Regions from separate parts of the Sus scrofa genome. Here region 2 is linked to region 1. The links are chromatin contacts, called in public HiChIP or PLAC-seq maps. All regions are on one chromosome and are shown on one strand. Each heading gives the region's core, a stretch centred on a gene start, on an enhancer-like site or on the middle of the called end of the contact. The rest is flanking DNA. Distances are from core to core; before and after follow the strand shown.

Evidence for each region. HiChIP or PLAC-seq counts read pairs in DNA pulled down with a chosen protein or histone mark.
Region 2: a contact with region 1 is called in an H3K27ac HiChIP or PLAC-seq map of alveolar macrophages. The contact joins two enhancer-like sites. A contact is called at or near these places in 1 of 47 Hi-C or Micro-C datasets (embryonic fibroblasts) and 2 of 2 datasets of contacts at active chromatin or transcription factors (alveolar macrophages and skeletal muscle).

The regions. Positions count from the first base shown.
Region 1 is chr13:70,139,729-70,142,504 of Sscrofa11.1, forward strand. It overlaps a transcript of SLC6A6 not described here. Among named protein-coding and RNA genes, the nearest start is that of SLC6A6, 7.3 kb to the left of the region's middle. Within about 2 kb of position 1,418, at least 19 of the 83 cell types and tissues checked have an H3K27ac peak or open chromatin away from gene starts, as enhancers often do. A contact at or near this core is called in alveolar macrophages, where this site is marked.
Region 2 is chr13:70,272,967-70,275,742 of Sscrofa11.1, forward strand. No RefSeq gene overlaps it. Among named protein-coding and RNA genes, the nearest start is that of LSM3, 74 kb to the right of the region's middle. Within about 2 kb of position 1,340, at least 7 of the 83 cell types and tissues checked have an H3K27ac peak or open chromatin away from gene starts, as enhancers often do. A contact at or near this core is called in alveolar macrophages, where this site is marked.

The DNA of each region.
Region 1 (2,776 bases), core at 168-2,667:
AATTAAACTTAAAAGTTTCTGCACAGCAAAGGAAACCCTAAACAATACAAAAAGACAACCCACAGACTGGGAGATAATCTTTGCAAATGAATCAACTGACAAGGGATTAATCTCCAAAATTTATAACCAACTCCTATCACTCAATACCAAAAAAACAAACAAGCCTATCAGAAAATGGGCAGAAGGTCTAAACAAACAACTCTCCAAAGACATACAGATGGCCTTTTGGTTTTTTAACACATGAAAAGATGTTCAACATCACTCATCATTAGAGAAATGCAAATCAAAACCACTATGAGGTACCACCTTACACCAGCCAGAATGGCCATCATCAAAAGTGTACAAACAATAAGTGCTGGAGAGGGTGTGGAGAAAAAAGGAACCCTATTACACTGGTGGGAATGTAAATTGGTGAAACCACTGTGGAAAGCAGTATGGAGATGCCTCAGAAAACTAAATATAGACCCACCACTTGATCCAGCAATCCCACTCCTGGGCATCTACCCAGAGAAAACCATGACTCAAAAAGACACATGTACTCAAATGTTCATTGCAGCACTATTTTCAACAGCCAAGACATGGAAACAACCTAAATGTCCACTGGCAGAGGAGTGGATCAAGAAGATGTGGTACATATACACAGTGGAATATTACTCAGCCATTAAAAGGAATGAAATACCGGCATTTTTTTGCAACATGGATGGACCTAGAAATTATCATGCTAAGTGAAGTCAGCCATACAATGAGACACCAACATCCAATGCTTTCACTGACATGTGGAATCTGAAAAAAGGACAGACTGAACTTCTTTGCAGAACAGATACTGACTCCCAGACTTTGAAAAACTCATGGTTTCCAAAGGAGACAGTTAGTGCGGTGGGGGGATGCGCTGGGGTTGGGGGATGGAAATGCTATAAAATTGGGCTGTGATGATCACTGTACAACTATAAATGTAATAAATTCATTGAGTAATAAAAAAGGCTTTTTAAAGATGCTTTTACATAAAAAGGTACACATTTAAAAGATTGAATCATTTGATGGAATCATGCGGTCTGTATCCTCTCTCTTGGTTATCTATTCCTAAGTCAGGCTAACTCAAGCATGACAAGCTCAGAGGCCTCCAGGGACCTGGCAGGCAAAGGACAGGGTCCAGTGGGGAAGGGCCTGCAGCATAAGGGAGTCTGGGTTCCAGGCGCTGGCAGCTCTCAGCTCCAGCTCCAGTGGCTGCCTTTGGGATCGGGGCCACTGGGGCAGATGCTCCAATTTCTGGAGAGGTGTTGAAATCTAAGATGTACACGCATACACAAATTCCAGTTTCTACAACATCATGTGGCCACACACCCAGTGTGTCCTCTTTGGTCAGATCATGGGCTTGGGTCATCCCAGGCAGCCTCAGCCAAGGGCAGGGCAGGCTCGGCTGGAGATGCTGACCAGCCTGGCCTCCGAGTCCTGGTGGCTCGCCCCAGTGAGGTCAGCCAGGAAGCCCGGCATTGTTTGGCCAGGAACAAAGTCGAAACAATGAGTGATGGTAATGTGGTTCTAGTGAAAGTGAGTTCTGTTGGGGAATTGTTTTCAGCAGGATGACTCTGGGGACAGGGCTTGTTATCTCCTGGGTTCAGTGTCTGTAGGCAAGGCCCACCCCCCCTTCCATGAGATAACCTCAACCCCGCCCCCAAGAAGTCTTGTGTCTATCCCCAGAGACCCCCATTCCAGGACAGGTACCCTGCCTGGCTCAGGCTCAGCCTTCAGCCTACAGGAGTGCTGATTTTGCCCAAGCCTCAGGGAGCCTCCCCTTTCAAAGATCAGGAAGCTGAGGCTCAGAGAATGGGAGGGTCTGTCCTAGGTCACATGGCCACCAGGCAAGGCCAAGATTTGTACCTAGATCCTGACTCCACGCCACTGGTGCCACCCCAGAACAAGGTGGCTTCTGCACAGGGACCTACCACAGCAGGTTGTGCTTATTGATCTGTGGTTTGCAGGACACGGGGTGAAGGTGAGCAGGCTTTACAAAGAACTGGCCTCTGGGGTAATGCTGGGGTGGCGGCAGGATGTGGGCCCAGTGTACAGCCACCTCTCCTTCCCCTCACAAAACCTGCAGGCGGGCGGGGGAGGAAGGGGTGGGCAGTCTGCTCTGGGGCAGGATGGCCAGTGTTGCCCTGAGGGGAAGGCCAGCTGGGCATACAACATGCCCCAAAAAGAGGTGCCCCAGGCCCTGGCCAAGTAGGCACTGAGTCAGAAAGCAGTATCTAGGTCCAGTTCTAGTTCTGTGGGCCAAGCTCCCCCCGCTGAGCATCTCGGATGTTTGAGGATAAGACCAGGCGAGGGCAGCTCTGGCCAGCGGTGAGCACTGAATAAATATTTACTGAGAGCCTACTCTACTAGGTACCAGGCGCTGCTGTGGGGACTGGGGGCTCGGCGGTGAGCCCTGGAGCTGACATTCCACGAGGGGAGACAGTCACATAAATATTTACAGCTGGGATCAGTGCACAGAGGACAACCAAGCAGGAGGAGGTGGAGGTGACGGGTGCAGAGAGTCAGAGGCCCCTCTGAGGAGGCGACATTGCATGATGGCAGACGCTCGCTGACGACTGGCTCCAGGCAGGCCCAGTGTGGAGCCCTTTCAGGTTCCTCTCACCGGCCTGGGTGAAGGAATGAGGCCCAGAGAGAAGAAGTTGCTTGCCCAAAGCCACACAGCTGGGATTCAAACCCAGGCAAGGGGGCTTCAGGGTCTGTGCTATTTTTTTTTTTTTTCATCTTTTTGTCTTTTCTGGGGCCA
Region 2 (2,776 bases), core at 90-2,589, 130 kb after region 1:
AATGTGTCCTGCAGGCAGGTGAAGCTATAGAGTGAGAATGCTGCCTGCTCTCAGGTAGTTACTATGGCACTAATGCCCAGAACGAGTCTGGACAGCGAGGTCCCCTTGGGGATGGTTAAATAAATGATGCTGTATTTGTACACTGGTACCCTCCCAGCCACAGAAACAACGAGGAAGCTCTTTACATGCTGATGTGGAACAATCTACAGATAGAGTAGGTTAAAGGCAAGGTGTCCAGACATGACACAAAGGCACGGGCCATAGAAAGAAAAAAAGGATAAACTGGACCTCAGCAAAATGAAAGATATGTGCTCTGCAAAAGGCTCTGCTAAAAGGATGAAAAGGCAGGCCACAGACTGGGAGAAAGTACATGCAAACCCCGTATTCCTAGAAGGAATGTACCTAGAATATAGAGAGAATATTCTAAACCCAAGAGTAAGAAAACAAACCATTCAATTAGAAAATGGGCAAAAATTTTGAACAGATAGTTCACCAAGGAGGATATATGGGCAGGAGATAAGCACAAGAAAAGATGCTCCAATTGCTATTCACTGGGGAAATGCAAGACAGTTCTGTGAGCAGACTCTACAAACCTACTAAAGTGGCTAAAATAGAACATGCTAACAGTATCAAAGGCTGATAAGGACACAGAGCGACAGGAACTCTCAAACCTGTCTGGTGGAGATGTAAAGAGGTAAGGCACTCTGGAAACTATTTGGGTAGTTTCTGAGTCAGTTAACCGTAAGCTTACCATGCAACTCAACGATTACACTTCTGGGTATTTCTCCTAGAAAAATGAAGACTTAGCTTCATGTAAAAACTTGTCTAAAACATTCATATCAGCTTGATTTGTCATAACCAAAGACCAGAAACAATCTAAATGTCCTTCAACCCGTGAATGGATAAGGTGTGTCAGTTAAATGGAATACTACAAAGCAATAAAAGGGAATGAATTATTGATAAACAACAAATTAAAGTGATCTCAAAGGCATTATACTAAGCAAAAAATGCCAACCTCAGAAGAGTATATACTATATGATAACCATTTATATAACACTGCCAAAGTGATATAGTGATAACAGATCAGTGGTTACCAGGGAATCGGCTTGGGAAAGGGTGTGATTATAAAGTGTTAACATGAGGGAATTTCTTTGAGGCAATTGGAACACTTCTATATCCTGATGGTTACAACATCTATTCATGTGATAAAATTTCATAGAACTATGCACCAGAAAACAAAACAATTATTGCATGTAAAAACTGGAGAAATCCAAATAAGGTCTGATTTTGAGCTAATGATATTGTACCGATGTCAGTTTCCTGGTTTTGACAATGCATGACCATTACATCACCGAGGGGAGCAGGGGAAGCAGGGGAAAGGTCCACGGGAACTCTCTGTGCTATTTTTGCAACTTCTTGTGAGTCTTAAACTATTTCAAAATTAAAAAAATTTCAAGTAGTGTTGGTTTGGAACTACTTTGCTCAATTTGATTTTTTGTTTGTTTGTTTTCAGCTGTTTAAAAGCAAGGTGAAGAATATTGTGTGGAGAGAGCCTGTCTGTATGATATAAATGCAGGAGTCATTCTTGTCAATGACAGAATACAGTATTTCTGGAAACAGACACAAGGCACTGGGAATATTGGAGCCACAGGGGAGGGGGCTGGATGGTAGGGGCACAGAGAGAGAGGAAACCTGATTTTTCAAGTTTCCTCTTGAGACTTTCATATTTTACACTGTGGGTGTCTGTTACACTTAACAACTTTTGACTTGATTATTGAAGAGCTAAGAGTGGGACCTGAGGTCACAGGGAGAGGAGTGGATCTGTTCATCTCTGACAGCATCAAAGGACAGTCCAGAAGGGAGACGAGTGTCTCCGTGGATGAAGATTTTATCAGAAGGCAGGATTTTACTGAGCTCAGGGGAGGCTAGAGACACAAAAGAATGTGTGACGGGACAGGGAGGGCACCCGGCTCTGGTTGGCAGGGCTGGGAAGCCACGCATCCTTCATGTCCATGGCAACTATGAAGAAAGGTGAAAAATACAGCCACCACAGCTGTGGATACTGACCACTGCCCCTCAGGGACTAACCCACGGCCCCTCCTGGAAAGGTCACACAGGAGGACGCTGAGGCACAGGGGAAGCAATTTGCTCAGGGTCTCACATGCAGGTGGCAGTCCTGTAGCACCCGGGACCTCCTGGCTAACCACACAGATTCCTGCTTGATTCTCAGGACCACAATCCCCACTGCGATGCTGGGCCCTGGTGAGGAGTAGTGAGGCCTCTGGCTGGAGGGTGTAACTCCAGCACAGAACTGGTAGTATTGTTGAGAGGATGAATTAATTAATGTGCATAAAATTCTCATAGGGGTGCTGGCTCAGCTACGTGAGCTGTCACTGTTATGTTACAGGAAGGAAACCACTAGGAGGTGGGCTGTTGTGAGTTCATAGACATGCCAGACCATATGCTCTGGTGTTTGCAGCATCCTGACCCAGTATGCATGCTCTTCCACTCACTGCCCCTACCTTGGGGACTGTGAGCCATCCTGGTGCCAAGGTGGTCTGGCACACATGGGACTTCAGGGCTGCCACTGGCTGCCCCCCAGATTCCCAAGGCCTGACTCCCAGAACACTCAGTCAGCCCAAGTCCATCTGGCCTGAGACCTGCCTGGACAAACGTTGCTGGAGATGGATTTGGGCACAGGTGGGGCTTCAAGCCTGGTGGCTGAGTAGAAGAAGTTGTGGTCAGGGGTGCCTGGAAGCTGGGTAGGCAGAGGCCA